2 separate regions of the Bombyx mori genome follow, and region 2 is linked to region 1. Evidence: chromatin contacts called from public Hi-C data. All regions are on one chromosome and are shown on one strand. Each heading gives the region's core, a stretch centred on a gene start, on an enhancer-like site or on the middle of the called end of the contact. The rest is flanking DNA. Distances are from core to core; before and after follow the strand shown.

The links. A called contact is a pair of places that touch in the nucleus more often than the background predicts.
Region 2: a Hi-C map of posterior silk gland shows a contact between it and region 1, with 1.9 times the contacts expected there. The contact joins the enhancer-like site here to the promoter of LOC101737313 in region 1. A contact is called at or near these places in 5 of 7 Hi-C or Micro-C datasets (middle silk gland, midgut, posterior silk gland and 1 more).

Annotation. Positions count from the first base shown.
Region 1 is chr6:3,938,940-3,944,962 of ASM3026992v2, reverse strand. It overlaps LOC101737313 (serine/threonine-protein kinase Doa), which reads right to left and starts at 2,923. Exons shown (of 15, transcript XM_062668980.1): 1 at 2,376-2,923; 2 at 1,726-1,766; 3 at 1-5. The coding sequence starts at 1,728.
Region 2 is chr6:3,983,795-3,989,817 of ASM3026992v2, reverse strand. LOC101737313 (serine/threonine-protein kinase Doa) reads right to left here. Exons shown (of 15, transcript XM_062668980.1): 5 at 3,875-3,956; 6 at 3,314-3,380; 7 at 1,980-2,093; 8 at 293-383. Among protein-coding and RNA genes, the nearest start is that of LOC100101182, 40 kb to the left of the region's middle. Within about 2 kb of position 2,772, at least 6 of the 8 cell types and tissues checked have open chromatin away from gene starts, as enhancers often do.

The DNA.
Region 1 (6,023 bases), core at 1,674-4,173:
GGCATCTGTAGATAGAAGAATATAATAAATAGAATGATGAAAATGAAAAACTAAAACCCTGTTTTGCAAGCATTGTTAGCATTTATATTTGAATATAACATATAATATAGAAATTCCATGGTAATTGAATTATATAATATTGCTGAAAAAGCTTCAACCTATTCAAGGAACGGTTGTTGCGGGGCAAAAGCTCAAGATTACTCAAAATAGTAACATTGCTTGGAATTGGATAAATGAGGAAATGTAACAATGCACCATAGATTTGCTTTTGCTTTTTGGACATTTATATTGTTGTAAGTCAAAACATAACTAACAACAAATATGACATCCAATTAAAAACATTATTAAAATTCAATGAATAATTTTTTGTGTTTTTGCATAGAAATTAAAAACATGAAGTTTAAAATGTCATGTTCAGTACATTATTTTTAATCCAATCAGCATTGACTAAAGCATTCAAGGTCAAAGAATGGAAACATTAATACAGCTGTGTTATTTAATCAATACAAATTTTTACCCCATATTTGGTATACCACAAATTTATTATTGTTAAATGAAACTTGAATATGATGGTTCAGATGAACAATTTAAGAAGTAATTTCCAATTTTTAATCCACCATTTACTAGTCTATAAAAAGGTTTGGTCATGAAATGTATTGATTCTTGATTGTATTGGTCATGAAAAGTATCATTCAGATTTTTATAATTTTTTTTAAATTACCATGTAAATCAGTCTTTCCCAAAGTAAGCGATAACGCCCCCTTGTGGGCGCTGCAGGCCTAAAGGGGGGCGGTCAGAGACCCAGAAAAAGAATGGGGACGTTGTCTATAGAGGCTTGGGAGGTGATTTATAATGTCATTCAGGAGGACCTTTACTCTTAACTGAGCTCTCACTATAGTGGTTTTTCAGTAGATGAAAAATGGGGGTGCTAAAAATGAATTTATTCTCAAAGTGGGCAGTGACAAAATAAGTTTGGGAACCCCTGATGTAAATTAACTTTTTAACAAAATTTTGATGACTATTTAATAACTAAAAATATGAACTGAAATACTGTTTGACGAAAATTATAATTAATACAAAATAATGATAGATGAATAAATTTCAGTAGTATTCTTCTTATGTCTTTAGATGTCCTTTTTAGATTTTCTTGACATAATATATTCAGAGTTTATTTGTTATAATGAAACGCATTTGTTATGCAATAAGCAAGCCATTCCATATAGTTCATGCTGAAAAATATGACTGTCAAAAATATTGTTTTCAACAAAATCTTATGATCCAATTTTCTGTCTGTGTTTAAATAGCATTGTTACTTTTAGGCTAATGTGTATAGACAAGAATAAAGCTAATAGTGATGAAACTATATAGAAAATAGATACATATCTTATTTGTTACTATGTAGATGTATACTAAAGGGCATTAATATGGTATATTTGTAAAATTGGAACTTGACCTATAAAATAAAACACTTAAGTAATCAACCATACAAGAGTAGATGATAACTTAATGTCAGTAAGAAATAAATGATCTTGTGTGTGGAAACTTATGTTTTATTTTCTAAAAAAACCTGGCCAAGATTTACTATACTTCCTGTTCTCAAAGAAATTAAATTTTAAAGAGATCTTTGTTCATTAACCTTATTATTTTCAATAACAAATCTTGTATCTAATAAAATGTTTTTGACAGTCACATTATAAGGAAAGTACAAGATGTACCTCCACTTACCATTAACAAGGATATCAAAACTCGTATCCAAGCAGTTTAAGCTGAAAAACATAAATCTTTTAGACCATTGACAAAACTAGTCAAGGGTTCATGAGAGTGCAAACCAACATGCAGTATTGCAATTTCATAGTACTATTTTTAAAACACTAATTCATCAATTTAGTGATGCATTTATGGCCATTTCATAAGATTGCATTTGAAATAAATGAAATAAAATTTTATCTGCTTTGTGAATATTATATGAACCAAATAAGAAATGTGTGGTAACTTAATATGGTAGCGTTGATGTGGCATGCAAGCTGCGTCGTCTCCATGCCTGTTTCTAGCATGTTCAATTTATCTATTGAACATCAAGTTTCTAAGTAGAGAAATGCAAAATATACCAGTTTAATGTTTGAAGACAATCGATTCTTTTTAATTTGAATTCAGCACTAAACAATAAACTTAAATGTTGTTGAAATTATCGTCACTCTTATCAGTTAGTGTGGCTTCAAATAAACGATGTTTTTAACTAATAATTGCGATTCATGTGGCCAATGCATCAAATGTCATAAGTTATTTACATGAGGACGCCATGTTGGTTTCTCCGTGACTCCAGTGGAGCCCTAGGCACTGATGTGACATTTATGTTGACTAAAGTTTTAACTTACCCTGATTTCACGTAAATGTTTTAATTTACACCAAAGTAGTTGAGTAAAATTTGTTAAACAATTCCAAGTTCGTGATGCTGAACCTTGAAGTATACTTCGTCGCAGTAAAGGGCCGAACATCGATCCGAAACCGAGACAAGCGGGTTGGATCGTTGATCGCTGTTTTTGACAGATAGCAATGGCGTCAACATACGTATTTCAAATTATAGTGTATCAAAATCAAAGTGGCTGTTATAAATGATTGAATAATATTCTTAACTTAAAAAAATTACAAAATGGTTCAAAAATAAATTCTGCTTCTTAAAAAAAAACTGGGTGATTAAGATTTACCCTTTAAAAAGTTTAGTTATACAGTAATTCAGAATCACAGTATGGTGGTTTTTTTAAGGGATTTTATGACCTGGTAACTAAGACCTTTAAGTCATGTATTATTTTATGTTATGAAAAATTATAATATGGAGTGAAATTAAATGAGATTATATGGGATGAAATATAATCTCAAAATGGTGGTCATTTACTGAGATTTTTTCAGTGGACCTTTTGGATGATGCCGAGAAGCTACGTGCAGCGGCATTGTTTATTTTCCCACATTTGTGCATTTTGGCAGATATTAAACAGTTAATAAACTACTGTTATTACACATTTAAACCTGAAGAAATACTAAATAGATAATATAATCACATAACTTCACTCCTCGCATTCCCGCCAAAAGTCCAGTCTGTTGGTATTTTTTAAGGGTTTTTTTGACCTGGTAGCTAAGACCTTTAAGTCAAGTCTTAATTTATATTCGTTTATATGAAAAATGATAATATGAAGTAAAATGAAATGAAATGAAGATGATTAATTTGAAGCAATCAACTGAGATAAATTTAAATCTCAGTAAAATGGTGGTCATTTACTAAGATTTTTTCAGTGAACTTTTTGGAGGATCCCGAGAAGTTACGTCCAGCGGCTTTGTTTCATTTTCCCACATTTGTGCACTTTCACAGATGTTAAACAGTTAATAAACCACCATTATTACACATTTAAACCGGAAGAAAAACTAAATAGACAAAATAAAATAAATCACACAACTTCACTCCTCGCGTTCCCGCCTATAAGTCCAGATAGATTCTTCATACGATATCTCATAGATAAAAAATTTTGAGACCTGACGTTTCCAATCTGTCTTGTTGACATCTTTAATAGCGATGACATTTTATATTCATTAAAACATAAGTTTAAGGAATATTAAAAAGAAATTCAATCGTTTTTAATTAGCAAAAATTTTCTGTAAAAAAGTTTAAATCACAAATCATATTCTTCAGTCAATGCCAATCACCATTTCATTTAAAAAAGTTCATTTAATTCCACTGTATTTCTTAATCAAAAAAAGTTTTTTTTTGAGATTCAATAATTAAATATATAATAAGCTCAATGCTGGCAACATTGGCATCGCGATAAGTGCATTACCATAATGTAAAAAATATAAGAAAAAAAATTGGAGTTACCTTAATCACAGGTGGGCCGAAGCCTTGGAGAGCAAAGGCGAGGCTCTTACTGTGGTCCTTGGTCTGGCATAGGGCACTTCTGTCGAAGCTACTATCTTACGGATTCCCCGAGGGGCTCTGCAGGTGGATCGCTAGCTTTTTGGATGGTCGGAGCATCACTGTCGTTATAGACGGTTGTTGCTCCGATACCACGACCATTAACGCTGGCGTTCAACAGGGTTCGGTGCTCTCCCCCACGGTTTTCATCCTGTATATCAAGGACATGCTATCCATTGATGGCATGCATTGCTATGCGGATGACAATACGGGGATGCGCGATATATCGGCCATCAGAGTCTTTCTCGGATCGTGGTACAGGAGAGACGATCTAAGCTTGTGTCTGAAGTGGAGAGCTCTCTGGAGCGAGTCTCCGAGTGGGTTGAATTGAACTAGGTTCACAGGTTAAAGGCACAAGTTTGCGCGTTCACTGCGAAAAAGTACCCCTTTGCCATGGTGCCGCAATTCCAAGGAGTTACCCTGCAACCTTCCAAGAGTAATGGTATACTTGGGGTAGACATTTCGAGCGATGTCCAATTTGGAGGGCAAAGCCAAGTTGGCCTCAAAAATGCCGGGAGTCCTCAACAGAGCGAAGCGGTACTTCACGCCTGGACAAAGACATTTGCTTTACAAAGCACAGGTCCAGCCTCGCGTGGAGTACTGTTCCCATCTCTGGGCCGGGGCTCCCAAATACCAGCTACTTCCATTTGACTTCATACAGAAGAGAGCCGTTTGGACTGTCGATAATCCCATTCTCACGGATCGGTTGGAACCTCTGGGTCTGCGAAAGGACTTCGGTTCTCTTTGTATTTTGTACCGTATCTTTCATGGGGAGTGCTCTGAGGAATTTTTTGAGATGATACCATCATCTCGTATTTACCATCGCACCGCCCGCCACCGGAGTAGAGTCCGTCCATACTACCTGAAGCCACTGCGTTCATCCATGGTGCGTTTCCAGAGATCATTTTTGCCACGTACCATCCGACTTTGGAATGAGCTCCCCTTCACGGTGTTTCCTGAGCGCTTTGACATGTCCTTCTTGAAACGAGGCTTGTGCGGTAGGCAGTGGCTTGACTCTACCCCTGGCATTGCTGACGTACATGAGCGACGGTAACCACTTTTTTTTTTTTTTTTTTGGTCAGGAGGAAATCGCCGGACTTCCGCCCTCCCCTGGGGATGGAAGGCGGGGCATGTCGGAGTCGAACTGACTAAAACCTCCTGTCGCTCAACAACCCGCGTCCGAACCTCGCATGAGACAGAACCCATGAAAAGGCAAAGGGGGGAAAGTGAAGCGTTTAGTGCGGAGCACATCTCTCCCATCACCCTCCCCCTCGAGACGCCGGACCGGCGGTCGTCGGCGCCACGACCACCAGCCCTCTCGGTCGGCAGGCTATCCAGAGCCCGCCTAGATGGCGCCGGTTAGAATGGTCTATCCTACGGAATACCCCGCTGGGTCAGAACCAGCGTGGGTCGAGGATAGCCGGCCTTCCATCACCCGGATGCTCTTGCGTAAAACGCGTGCAGAGCAGCTTGCACGTCGTCTTCTTAGGCCCCCTTCGCCTGTCCCCAGACCGACATATGAAGGGGACCCGAAACACTTAGAGGGCCAGGGCTTGGGCGAGATCCGCCTCCCTGGCCCCCGCTCGACGGCGGCGGGCCTGTGCGTCTCTCACGCGCCCCGCCGCCTCCTTCTGCGAGATGGTGCACTCGCAGAAGTCGAGCATCGCCTTCCACGACTCGTCGTCGCCGAGCATCGATGCCACAACACTCGGCAACGACAAGTCGTTTCCTATTTTTGCGACGAGGACACGGCGCCACCCCTCCCATGCGGGGCAGGCGACGAGCGTGTGCTCCGCCGTGTCCAAGCCGCAACCACAATGGTGGCACTCTGCCGTCGGCTCGGCTCCGATCCGGTGCAGGAACTCACCGAAGCAACCATGCCCAGTGAGCACCTGCGTGAGCCGGAAAGTGAGGCGTCCTCTGTCACGATTCACCCAATCCACAAGGACCGGGCGAATCGCCTCGACGGTCCTACGACCAGCCGAAGGATCGGCCAGCCGTCTGGACCATGCCTCCAGCACGGACCGCCGAGATTGGGCCCTTCGCGCTCTGACCACACTGG
Region 2 (6,023 bases), core at 1,523-4,022, 45 kb before region 1:
TGTTTTAGTTCTTGATTTTTGTATTTGTTTTTAAAATGATTTTTAACAGGTACTTTTTTCAAAAATCCGTTATCAATTTCCGCAACATATGCGACACTAAAATAAGTATTAATTTAGTTTTGCATTGAAATTTTAGTACACTTTAGCATACAAGACAAACTTTACCAACGTAAGCTTAAACATTTAAATATTGGTCTTTTAAGTAGCAGTCCAGTAATAACTGAAATATTTATCAATTCCACCCCGGGAAGTGTTGAATAATAATGTTTTATCGCGAGGAACGATTACTCACCAGGAAGTCAAATACACTTTGACCGAGCATTTCAAACGCGATGCACATGTGACCGTGGTACTCAAACCAGTCCAACATCTTCACGCACAAACTGAAATAAACGAAAACCAACATCATTATTATTTCTTTCATTCATTTTTTATTTATTTATACTTTATGCACAAAACAAAACTTGTACACAGGCGAACTTAATGCCATGGGCATTCTCTTCCAGTCGACCATACGGTGGTGCAGAGATAATGCATGGTAGGTGCATTAACAAAAGAATAACAAACAACAACAACAAAACAAAAAAAGAACAAAATCAAAACAAAAATATTCCTTAAAGTAACATCTCAGTATTATAGAATACACATAATATTATTACTACCACTGTGTGGTGTCACACGTCTAATTCAATTTTTTTTGTTTGTTTTCGATACGTTAACGAGCTCACGGCCCAAATGGAGTTAAATAGTTACCGGAGCCCATATAGACATCGGCACCCACCTTTACATATGAGTTCTAAGGTCTCACTATAGTTACAACGGCTGCCCCGCCCTTCAAACCGAAACGCATTACTGCTTCACGGCAGAAATAGGCAGGGCGGTGGTACCTACCCGCGCGGACTCACAAGAGGTCCTACCGCCAGTAATTATGCAAATTGTAATTTTGCGGTTTTGATTTTTATTGCCCAATGTATATTGAAGCTTTTAATATAATTTCGACGTTCTGTAAAAACGACTGAAAAACACAACTGTTTCTAATCAGAAATAGACATTACTGTTTATAATAACATGACGGGAGACGTTTTGTTATTATTATGGAAGTATCATAGGTAGGCAAAACGCTCACCTACCTACCTACCTTTCCGACTAAAATACGCTAATAATATCATTCGACTGTTTGTACGTAAATAGACGAAAGAGGAAGTAAACATCAAGGGCGCTAGTTCGATATCGGGACGAGCGAATCTGGAAAGTTTGCGATCGCGCGGCGGTGGGGAGGTGGTATTTCGGTGTGCGCGTCCAGTTGACATCGCGATCCCTGTTGGCGCGGCGCCAGTCGGAGCCATAACGTCGCACATAAACGGGCAAGGTCAAATATTGACACGTTCGCCGACACGACACTACACCACACCGCAAGAACCTTTCATTATCAACCTTTTTGTTTTGTCTCACAACTTACATGAAAAATCGGATCAATTTCCAACTAAATACAAAGCTATACTAATATAATAAAACGACAGTGGTTTTTACGGATGTTCCGTTATAACTACTGAACTGTGCATCCGATTGAGTTGAAACTTGGTATCGATGTAGAAAATACATGTACTTAATCGATAGGTTAATATTTATATGAGTGTTGGACTCCCTACACCAGTTGCGGGGGCGTTAACGATGAGAATCTTTGTGGGGTTGAGAAATAATAATGTGCATAAAACTGAATAAATCTTTTCTTTGTCTCCACCTATTCCCTTTGGGGTCGGCACAGCTAATTTTTCTATTCCATTCTCTTCTATCAGCCGTCATCTCAACACTCACTTCTTTCTCTCTCATATCGTCATTCACACACTCTATCTGTGTCTTCTTCGGTCGATCTCTTTACATTACTTACACTACCATTCTCATACATCTCCTAGTCACATGCATCTCCTCTCTAAAACTGAATAAATAAAATAAATAAATAAACAACAGACGCGACTTACTTCTTACAATCCGGATCGACGTCAGCTAATTTCTCTAATACGTTAATCTCAAGTTTGGCAGCCTCTCTGTACTTCTCGACGTTTTTGATTATCTTCAGAGCCATTCTGTGCTCCCTGAAAATATTTAATTATATCGTTTACGTTTTTTCTTTTATCAGCGTCTCTGTGAAAATATCTGGCAGTGTGCAAGTGAAATTGACGTAAACAATTAAAGCATACATGTATGTATGCGTTATGAATATTATCGGAGCGGATGCCAAACGAAATGTGTCATGCACTCGACCACGTAAACAAAGATAGGCGACAATCACTAATACGAAAATGTAATTAGGGCGTCTACTAAAGGACACGGTTCAGTAATCAATATGAACCGTTCACGAAAATGCAATGTGAAGATGTATTCCTCATGGTCACCTAATACTGCAGTATAATACCACACTACTATTGGGAATTGCTTTGTTCGTCGACTATGCATTTTAATGCCTATTCTTTGTCATTCCTTTCTTCACGATGCCCCCTCATATAACATGTCTTTCTTCAACTAGGATGAAACACAGGATTAAAAGTCTTTAATGCTAGACGGTGACGTGACTGTGTCCCTAGCATTGCTAGTGAATGCTAGTCACAGCATTAGTCGACCCTTTACCATGTAGGTACAGGTGACAGTCTGCAGGGAACATACGATAGGAATAATTGCCTTTAAAAACAATAAAGCGGTCGGTCATAAAACTATAACCTCAATTGCTCAGATTAGTATAATGAACATATTTCCTGAGCCTGCCATCTGTAGTGAAGGCAGCTGACGCACACCCCTCGCTTCTGACGGGGGCATCGACCTCGCGCGTCACTTGAATTTGATTGTGTTACATTACGCGCCGTCCACACAAAAATAATTATAATCGTTGCGATTATTTCGGGAATGGTTCCCATACATACGGTAAATATTTTTTTACCTTTAAAAAGGTATTATAATCTTATATATAAAATTCTCGTGTCACAATGTTAGTTACCATACTCCTCTGAAACGGTTTGACTGATTTTTATTAAATTTTATATGCATTTCAGTAGGTCTGAGAATCGGCTACTATCTATTTTTCATACCCCTAAATGATAAGGGTTGTCCACCCCTAACATTTGTTTTTTTTTTGTGTTAGGTATGTGGTTGAATGAGGTTTTGTTATTTTTATATTCCTTCATCTCAGTGCTACATGCCTCTTTCACTCAACTAGAAATTCCCTAGAAATCTTATATATGGCCAAACAACGTTTGCCGGGTCAGCTAGTTTACTATACAATATACTACATTCTCTATTAAATAGCATAAACGTCACTTACAGCTCTAAATCCTTCACCTCGACGACTTTGCCGAAGGTGCCCTCGCCGAGCGTGTCGATGATTTTGTCTGCAATGAAACCAAGGCGAAACTGTTAGTCAATTATACTTGGTTACAAAGTCAAGACGGAATTTTACATTGATTTTCAGACATCGTTCTTCCCGAGAATAAACTCTGAAAGAATTCAACTGTTGTATTAACGTCGGAAATACAATGTAAAGCATTCCAGCATGACTTTCACGAATGATGATTATAACCACGGACACAAACTGTTTCAGATCTGATAAAAGAAAAGAAAAAAAATATTTAAAATCTTCTTTATCACCAAAAGGCTGTGAATTTAGATGAAAAAAAAAAAAGGAATGCTGATTCTTCGACTTTCTGTATTGGTGTATCGTATTTAATGTTATTGTACGCATTCGCGATCAAGTGGAAGGTGTTTTTTTCAATTTTGGTGTGTTCTCTCTGAATGCTTATGTGTGTGTCCGTGTTAGTGTACTATGTGTGATTGAACAACGGGTGTGAAATGTGTAAGTCGGTAAAGTGATGGTGTGGACACGAACATCTCGCTCCCATGACATAGCCGGGCCAGTAGACCAGATGTCCGTCCTTGTCGTCCTTGACGGAGGAGCGTGCCCGGGAGCTCTGCGCCGCCGAAGTCGCCACCGGGAGCCGCCGCCGAGCCGCGTCCGCCGCCACGCGCGCCACACGCACCACCGCACGCACCGCACATCGAGCACCGCCAACATCGACACGGAGAGCACGCCACGCGATCGCCACGACCCGAGTAGTGTGTTGTACCCAACAATCAGACAATGGAACGGTTGCCCGTCAGACAAGCGACAATTGGTTTGCTGTCGAGGTACATGCTGTTAAAGGACGGACGGGCGGGCGCTGCCCTTCGGGACAGGATCGGGCGGGATGGAGCCGGTGACTGCACGCACTTCTCTCATACTGACATTAACACCAATCACGCAGGTTGGGAAATAAGGTTTAGTGTCCACTCGAATTTACAATTTATTTATACTAACGAATACTAGAAAAATTTCATCATAAACCTTGCTTTTCTGAATTTAAAAACAATAGCATAAACAAACAAAAAGTACATGTTAGTTTTTTTGTTGTATTAAAAATAAGAAGCATGCACTATCATTCCACTATTTTATTTATAAGAAAAACATCGTTAGTCAATGACTAGTGTTGCTAAATGATTTCTAAGGGTTAGGGGGACGTAAAAGGGAAACCTAAATAGTTTATTTAATGGAGATGCGTTTTCTCAACTGGTACGATTCTAAGCCAAAACGTACTATTAGGATTCGATATCCTTGCAATAATATTTCCGTTACCGTCACTTAGTTTGGTATATTTCAGTATAGCATTCAGTATTTGATACGAAAGTGTATGAATTTACAAAGTTTGCTATAATATTTAAAGATGAATGTAGAAACAAGACGGACCAGGTGTTGTGTTAGCGTCAAACAGAGGCGCAGACGGTTAGCTTGTGCTTACAGGCGGCGTTGCCGCGCGCCGCGTCTGGTGGCGAGGTCTCTGGGGACGATGCCGACTGCGCAGCTCCGGCGGCAATGCTACTACGTCTCCAACAGCTAAGGGCTCCGGTTTTCGTATGGCACTCGTGTCGTTCGTCACTTCATTTTTATCTCCAATGCGATCGTACATTTCGTCTAAATGCGCATACTTCATTATCAATCCCTGAATTTCTTTGCGTCTCGTTTCACGATCGGTCAGTACCAGATCTCCAACAGGGGTTTTATCGTCATCTTCGTCACTGGACGGAAAATATATTTGTTTCTGTCTACCCGAATCTCGCGTCGGAGACGAAGCCGGCGTTTTTGTAATTTTAGACTTAGAGATAGCTTCTTTTATGGCTAACGGAGAAATAAGATCTCGATTGCTAGTTTGGAGGTCTATGTCTATTGGTCTCAAAGTCATCTTTGTGGTTTTTCTTTCGCTATTTTCGCTTTTCTCAGCCCTCAATGAACGTCGTTGATGTCTTCTGTATACACTATCACGGTCCTTACCGAAATGGTGATCCTTTTGCAGTACTTCGAAGCCATTCTTATATTCATCTTTATCTTTTTGTTTATGACTGGATAATCGTCGATCAGTCGCATTTCTGTAAGGAGTTTTGTCCCTAGTCTTTTCGCGAGAATAATTATTCCTTTTAAAAGTATGTTCTCCAAAAACGGCCGTCGTCAAACTTCTCATTAAACCTCTCGGGAGAGCAGGTTCTGGTTCTAATGTTTTTTCATGTTCTTTATCTTTTCTAGCTCTTTCCTTCTTTTGACTTGCTATTCGGTCCAAAACAGAAGAATATTTATCTTCTAAACGACTGCGAGTACTACCCAATGATAATGTTTGTTCAATGTTGTTGTTGTTTTCTTTTAGAGGATACCTTTTTGTATACGGGGATGATTTATCTTTCATTTGGGCTCTGCGGAATGAGTCACTACGACTGACAGTGGTAATACCGGACGTAGAACGCAATGGTGAAGTGTCAATTCTAGATTTTGTTGTTCCCAAGTAAGTGGAGTAGGCACGGTCGTCATTCAATTTCCTAGAACTAGGTGTAGTCGCCATTGAAGTCAACGATGAATATGGTAATATGTGGCCATTATTATTATCGTAACGACGGAAATTAGAAAGTGATGAAGTGTTATTGGAAAAGTTATCATTAAAACGAGATCGCGGTAT